Linked DNA regions of Pan troglodytes: region 2 is linked to region 1. The links are chromatin contacts, called in public HiChIP or PLAC-seq maps. All regions are on one chromosome and are shown on one strand. Each heading gives the region's core, a stretch centred on a gene start, on an enhancer-like site or on the middle of the called end of the contact. The rest is flanking DNA. Distances are from core to core; before and after follow the strand shown.

Region 1 (3,056 bases), core at 314-2,813:
GGGTGTTCGGTCCTTGCGGGCTTCACGAGATCGATTCCTGACTACTTTGCTGTGAATTGCACAACTCACACAGTAATGTAGCTTCACATACAGCTTGGGAAGCACATAGGCTAAGGAATAGAAAATAGAGTTATACTGGTATTATATACCTACCTTGCTTTTTTGTTACATGAATGAAGAGCACCTTACATGTTTACGTCAATTAAAACTAAACCTATTTAAATGCCTGTCGGGCACATAAAAGCACCCCCAAAGCACCTGTTCAGCCCAATACCTGAGCACATATGTATAACCCTCAGTTTTACAAGTGAATTAACATCCCACGTGAGTTCATCTTGACACCGCAAGGACCAGACTGGCATTCTAAATGCAATAAACCAATAATCCAGTTCCTTCTACACCTACACCCGCCCTAATGCCTACCCTGAACCTTGCTCTTTCTATAAAAGGAAAAAAAGCGATGTTCTTATTGCTCCAAACATCATCCTTGCACACCAAACTAGACGGCCTCCATTCTCGAAACGTTGAAGACATTCTTCCTCACCTGTATATTTTCACAAGTACTCAAATAATCAATAGCACAAGAATTGTCAAATTTACCAAGTTTCTAGTTTTTGCAATCTCGTAACCGAAACAGGCAAACCTTTACCTCAGAGTAAAGGCTGTGCACTCTATCACAAAGTCACCCTCTGCCCAGAAAAGAATCAAAACAGCAAACAAGAGAATTCTCTACCAGTAACAACCTTAAATACGTGGAAATTGCCTGAGAGGCTCCAAAGAACAGAGCCTGCAGAAGGGCGAAGTTGGGCGAAGGCTTTAAGATACTGGGATCCTCACACAGTTCGCGCCGGTGACCCACTTACCATCGAAGACGCTCGCTTCAGAAATGTCCCTGACTGCTGCGGCCTCCACTATGTTTCGAATGACGAATTTCTTAATGGCCTTGTCCTTGGGCACGCATCGGGCACAGTTAGTGCAGCGAATAGGCTGCACGTGGCCGCGGCCCTTTTTGGCACGACCGTTGTTCCTTCTTTTCTTTGTCTGCGACAGGATGGGAAAACTGTTAGGAAGACGGCGCAACTCACCCAGCCTCAGTCCCTTTCCGGCCACAAGCCGCACAGGCAGCCTCCAGGAAGACGCCGCCCGGATCTCCTGTTTCTCCGCAAATGCCGCCGACCCCCAGAGCAAATGAAATGTACACTCGGTCCACCCCTCAGCCGTGCTCCAGGCTCTCACTTGCCCACAATCCCAGAGTCTGCACCCGAACCCCCACCCTCACCACGCAAGAAGACTCACCATCTTGGAGGCACGGACCGGAGAGAGGAGGCGGTGCCTGGCAGGGCCCTCTTATATAGCATGAGATCCCTACGCGCACACCGGGAGAATCCTTAGGAGACGGGCTTCAAGAACGGCAACTCACTTTACTCAAATATTCCTTTACATTCAGCATTTCTGCTGAAATCTAGGGTGGAAATGCGTTCCTAGTGTTTATTTATCCATGGAACAAAGTGCACATGGGACTATTTAGCCGGATGGCGGAAGAAAATCGAGGTTATGTGTCTCCCAGCAAGCCTTGCGCCGCGCCGACTCGGAAGCAATTCTGGACGATGCAATTTTCCGGTATACGCGACGCTATGCGTGAAAGTTGCCAGACGCTGGACCACAAGGCGCACTCGTTATTAGAGGCCAGAGAGGGAGAGATGCTTGGTGGGAATTGTAGTGCGAAGCCAAGAGGCTCCCCCTCCCCCCCTTCCCCCCTGCCCCAAGTGCTTAGACCGAAGGCGGCGCTGCGCCACCGGGGGACGCCCTGGGCTCATTTCTCTGACAGTCCTTCTACTAGGTAGGTGTAGGATTACGAAGAGGAAGGCCTGAGAGGAAACAAGCATTTTGTGAATCCCTCCTTCCAATATGGAGAAAATCCCACAATGAAGTGCATTGAGGCTGGGGCTATTTCTCATTCATCTTTTTATCTCTGGCACAGTGCCTGGCCCTGTGGTAAGCGCCTTTATAAATATTAACTCATTTAACTTTGAGCAAGCCTATAGGTAGCTACTATTATTATCCTCACTTTAAAGATTGAAGAATTTAGCCCGGCCTGGTGGTGGGCGCCTGTAATCCCAGGTACTCAGGAGGCTAAGACAGGAGAATCTTGAACCTGGGAGGCGGAGTTTCCAGTGAGCCGAGATCGCGCCACTGCACTCTAGCCTGGGTAAAAAGATCGAAACTCTGTCTCAAAAATAAATAAATCAATTAAAAAAAAAAGATTGAAGAACTGAGGTGCAGTAGGTATTCTGGCTCCGCTGTACTATGCTGTATGTCACCTAACAAATGGATGGAGGAATAGCCTGGACTAATGACTTAAACGTTTTTCACCCAGATCCATAGCACGAATACATTTTACATTGGTACCCAGTACACACACAAACACGATTACATGCACATGCAAAACTGAAACACAAGCTTTATGAAACGATACTTACCCTTGTCATAGGTGTGCTGGTATGTTCTATTCTTTATTTTTACTTAATCTTTCTGTTCTCTATTTTAATAAATGCTGATCAAAAACCACGAAAATTATTTCACCACTCATTGGTGAATCTGACCCCTAATTGAAAGATTATGTGTAAGCTCCATTTACCTCTGAAGAGCCATCGGAAAGACTTAAGCCTTAGGCTGGGTGCAGTGGCTCACGCCTGTAATCCCAACACTTTGGGAGGCCAAGGCAGGCGGATCACCTGAGGTCAGGAGTTCAAGACCAGCCTAGTCAACATAGTGACACCCCACCTCTACTAAAAATACAAAAATTAGGCCTGGTGGCGCACACCTGTAATCCCAGCTACTCGGGAGACTGAGACAGGAGAATTGCTTGCACCCGGGAGGCAGAAGGTGCAGTGAGCTGAGATTGGGCTACTGTGCTACAGTCTGGGCAATAGAGCGAAACTCTGTCTCAAAAAAAAAAAAAAAAAAAAAGCAAGCAAGCTTCAGCCTGGCAGGAATGGCTGTCCACAGCCAACCACCCAGTTGTCTCCAAAGTTGAAGACACTAGGGTGGCAAGG
Region 2 (3,056 bases), core at 256-2,755, 300 kb after region 1:
GGGGGGGGGGAGACCTCAGTGGGGGAGGAGAAGGAGTCACCTGACCCTAAGGAGAGCTGGAAAAGGGAGGGTGTAGTATTCGCCTGGATTTTCCAGGCCATAAAATTTCAAAGCAGCTCATGTCTATTATATGTTCATCTTCCGTTTGGTCAGGGGCTCGGATGCCTGGGTTCCTGCTCCCCCATCTACTACTTTCTCTTTTTTCCTAGGTCTTCGTCTCTCTCAAGTCCACCTGCAGTAGGGGTGGGCGAATAAGGGATGGAACACTAAGGTTTGAGTAGCCAATGAGTGTCCTTAGCCCCCAGCGCAATGGAGTTGAGCTCTCCGAGCTCGGTCAGTATCAAGAAGGCACAGCTTTTCCGACCCCTTGGGATACCCGGTCTGAGACAGGGGTCAGGATGGAAAGGGTGCCAGCTGGGCTGCCAGGAGGTGTACAGGGCTCTGGGACCCTATTCTTGGGAGAAAGCACACAGTTCTCTGCAGGCGGTTGGGCACGTTGCGAACGGAGCACGGAGTGGGGAGTTACCGCCAGGGCCACTGGGAAGCAGAGAGCACTGCAGTCCAGCTGGGGCTGCGGGGGTCCTGCAGCCTCCCGATTCTGTTCTCCAGCCTCCCCACCACGGCTTTTCAGGACAGAGTCACTGCCCAGCCCCAGCTTCCCCGGACTCCAACAAGGATCTTTTTAGCATACTGGGGGTGGAAGGCACTATCTCGAAACCCGCCCCATTTCCCCCGCCCCAACCTCCGGGAACTAGGCGTGCATACAACTTTGCAGCCCATCTCCACCGCTCGGAAAACTTCTATGAAGTAGCCCCCGCTCCCTAATTCGTCAAGTTTTCGCAGAAAAAGCTTCCGGGCCGGGGCAGCAGGGAGCGCCCCGCTTGGAGCAGAAGGCGCCCTTCGCGGGGCCAGAGCCAGCACCCCACTGCTCGCGCCCCGCAGCCCACTTACTCTCCTGGGCCATGCTAATGACGGTCTCGGTGGTGGCGTGGTACTCGTCCTCCTCCAGGAAGTCCTCGGGCTGCAGCGCGTCGCCCTGGAAGTCGTGTAGGTCCAGGATCTGCTGCAGCGGCGGCGCCTTGGGCAGCAGCTGCTTCACCACCTCGCGGCTGATGTTGGGCGCCTCCTTGAGCCGCAGTTTGCTCAAGATCTGCGACTTGATGCTCTCTAGGCGCAGCTCGCGGCTGTGCTGCCGCCAAACGCACACGGGGCAGCCGTCCGGCTCGGGCGCCACGGACGGGGCTGGCCGGCTGGAGCGCTCCCCCCCGACCCCCGCCGCTGCCGCCGCCGCCGCCGCCGCCGCCGCCGCCGCGGGGCCCTCGGCCGCCTCCCCCCGGGGCCGCAGCTCCAGGGCGAGGAGCAGGAAGCCCAGCAGCAGCGGGGCCGCGAGCACCATGCTGGAGGGGAGGGGAGGGAGGACTGGGGGGCGGGGACGCCGGAGTCCCGCGGGGAGGGGGCGGAGGGAGGAGGGAGGAAGGAGGAGGGGGTCCGGGCGGCGCGGGATTGGGGGCTGCCCGGCCGAGGGGGGACCCGGGGGGCCGGGGGCGGCGGGCGCGCGGGCGGGGCGGGCGGGCGGCCGGGGCGGGCGGCTGGGGGGGCCCGAGCCCGGGCCAGGCCCTTTATAGCCCCGGCCCCCGTGTCGTCAGCGGCCGCGATTGGCTGCGGAGCCAACAAAAGAGGCAGCGCTGTCATCCGAGGCGAGAGAGGGAGCCGGAGAGAGCCGAGGAATAGAGAGAGGGAGGGAGTGAGGGAGCAAGGGCCAGAGAGAGATGAAGAGACAGAGATATGAGGGGGCGGGGGGCGGATATAGAGGGAAAGTCAGAGCCAGAGAGACCAAGGAGAATCAGAGAGATAAAGGGGGAAGAGACAGAGATAGGAAAAGGAGGAGGAGAGAGGGAGAGACAAAGGAGGAAAAGAAGAGTCAGGGGGAAGACGCAGAGGTGAGAGACTTAGCTAGAGAGGGAAATTGTGTGTCTGTGGGAGACACAGAACCAAGAAGGAGGAAGACTGGGACAACTAGTGGGAGAGTTAGAGTGGAGACAAAAATGGGGAGAAGAGGGGTACCACTAGATAGGGGGAGACAGAGGTCTACAGAGCCAGACCAGAAGAGATCGGGGGTCATGGAGATGGGAACAGGGGCAGAGGAACAGAGGACAGACGAGTGCCCTGGGAAAGGGGTGGGGGTGGGGGGATGGGGGGGAGAGAAATCAGGATGGGGGAGGAGAGAGAGGGGCACAGACAGGGAGACACCAAGGGAGCCCCTGAGGAGGCAGGTGCAGGGGATTGGGGGTGGGGGAGAGGAAAGGCAGAAACTCCTGAGAGAAGGAGCCACAAGAGTCAGCCTTGGTGGGAGCACAGAGAGCCCAGGGGACAGAGGTGGAGAACTTGAGACCAGAGGAGCTCTAGCCACCAGAGGTAGCCCAAAGAAGATGCTCAAGGAAGCCATGGAAGGAAGCACCAGGCTAGGCTCATCAGAGGGATTAAGGGGACTAGGAGAGGAAGAGGTCAGGGACAACCTAAGAAGGTGGAGAGGTGATGGGAAGAACTGAAACAGAGGGAAGACATAGAGCTGGGAAGACTGTGAGCTTGAAACTGGGGCTTAACAGGGCTAAGGTAGTCAGCCGGCTGGAAAAGGCAGGAGCTAGAGGCCACTGGGGGAAGGGTGAGAGGAGATGGCTGGAGGCTGTTATACTTGGGGAGAAATCTAGATCTCTGGATTTCTAGCTATATCTTTGGATCTGCAGGGTCTTAGAAGTCTGAGAAGGGGCTGGAGGTTGCAAGGGTGAGCATGGGAAAGAAGTCTGCGCTCAGATGCACGAGATGAAATACAGATGTGGGACCAGCCCTAGTCTTCAGGTGTGATCCTGGGCAGTCAGAGAGCAGAGTAAAACAGTACTAAGGTGAAAAAATGTTTTGAATGTGCTTAACTTCTGACTTCAGGTTTTCCAGGCTTATTTCTGGATCTGAAAGCCCTGGAGCAATAGTCAAATGGAAAATGTTTGTGCCAGGCCAGGCGCGGTGGCTCACGCCTGTAATCCCAGCACTTTGGGAGGCCG

The links. HiChIP or PLAC-seq counts read pairs in DNA pulled down with a chosen protein or histone mark.
Region 2: a contact with region 1 is called in an H3K4me3 HiChIP or PLAC-seq map of stem cell-derived excitatory neurons, with 2.7 times the contacts expected there. The contact joins the promoter of GDF11 here to the promoter of RPS26 in region 1. A contact is called at or near these places in 1 of 7 Hi-C or Micro-C datasets (stem cell-derived neural progenitor cells) and 1 of 1 datasets of contacts at active chromatin or transcription factors (stem cell-derived excitatory neurons).

The regions. Positions count from the first base shown.
Region 1 is chr10:39,969,920-39,972,975 of NHGRI_mPanTro3-v2.0_pri, forward strand. It overlaps RPS26 (ribosomal protein S26), which reads right to left and starts at 1,564. Exons shown (of 4, transcript NM_001252589.1): 1 at 1,297-1,564; 2 at 864-1,041; 3 at 1-110. The coding sequence starts at 1,299.
Region 2 is chr10:40,267,014-40,270,069 of NHGRI_mPanTro3-v2.0_pri, forward strand. It overlaps GDF11 (growth differentiation factor 11), which reads right to left and starts at 1,506. Exons shown (of 4, transcript XM_016923257.4): 1 at 952-1,506. The coding sequence starts at 1,396.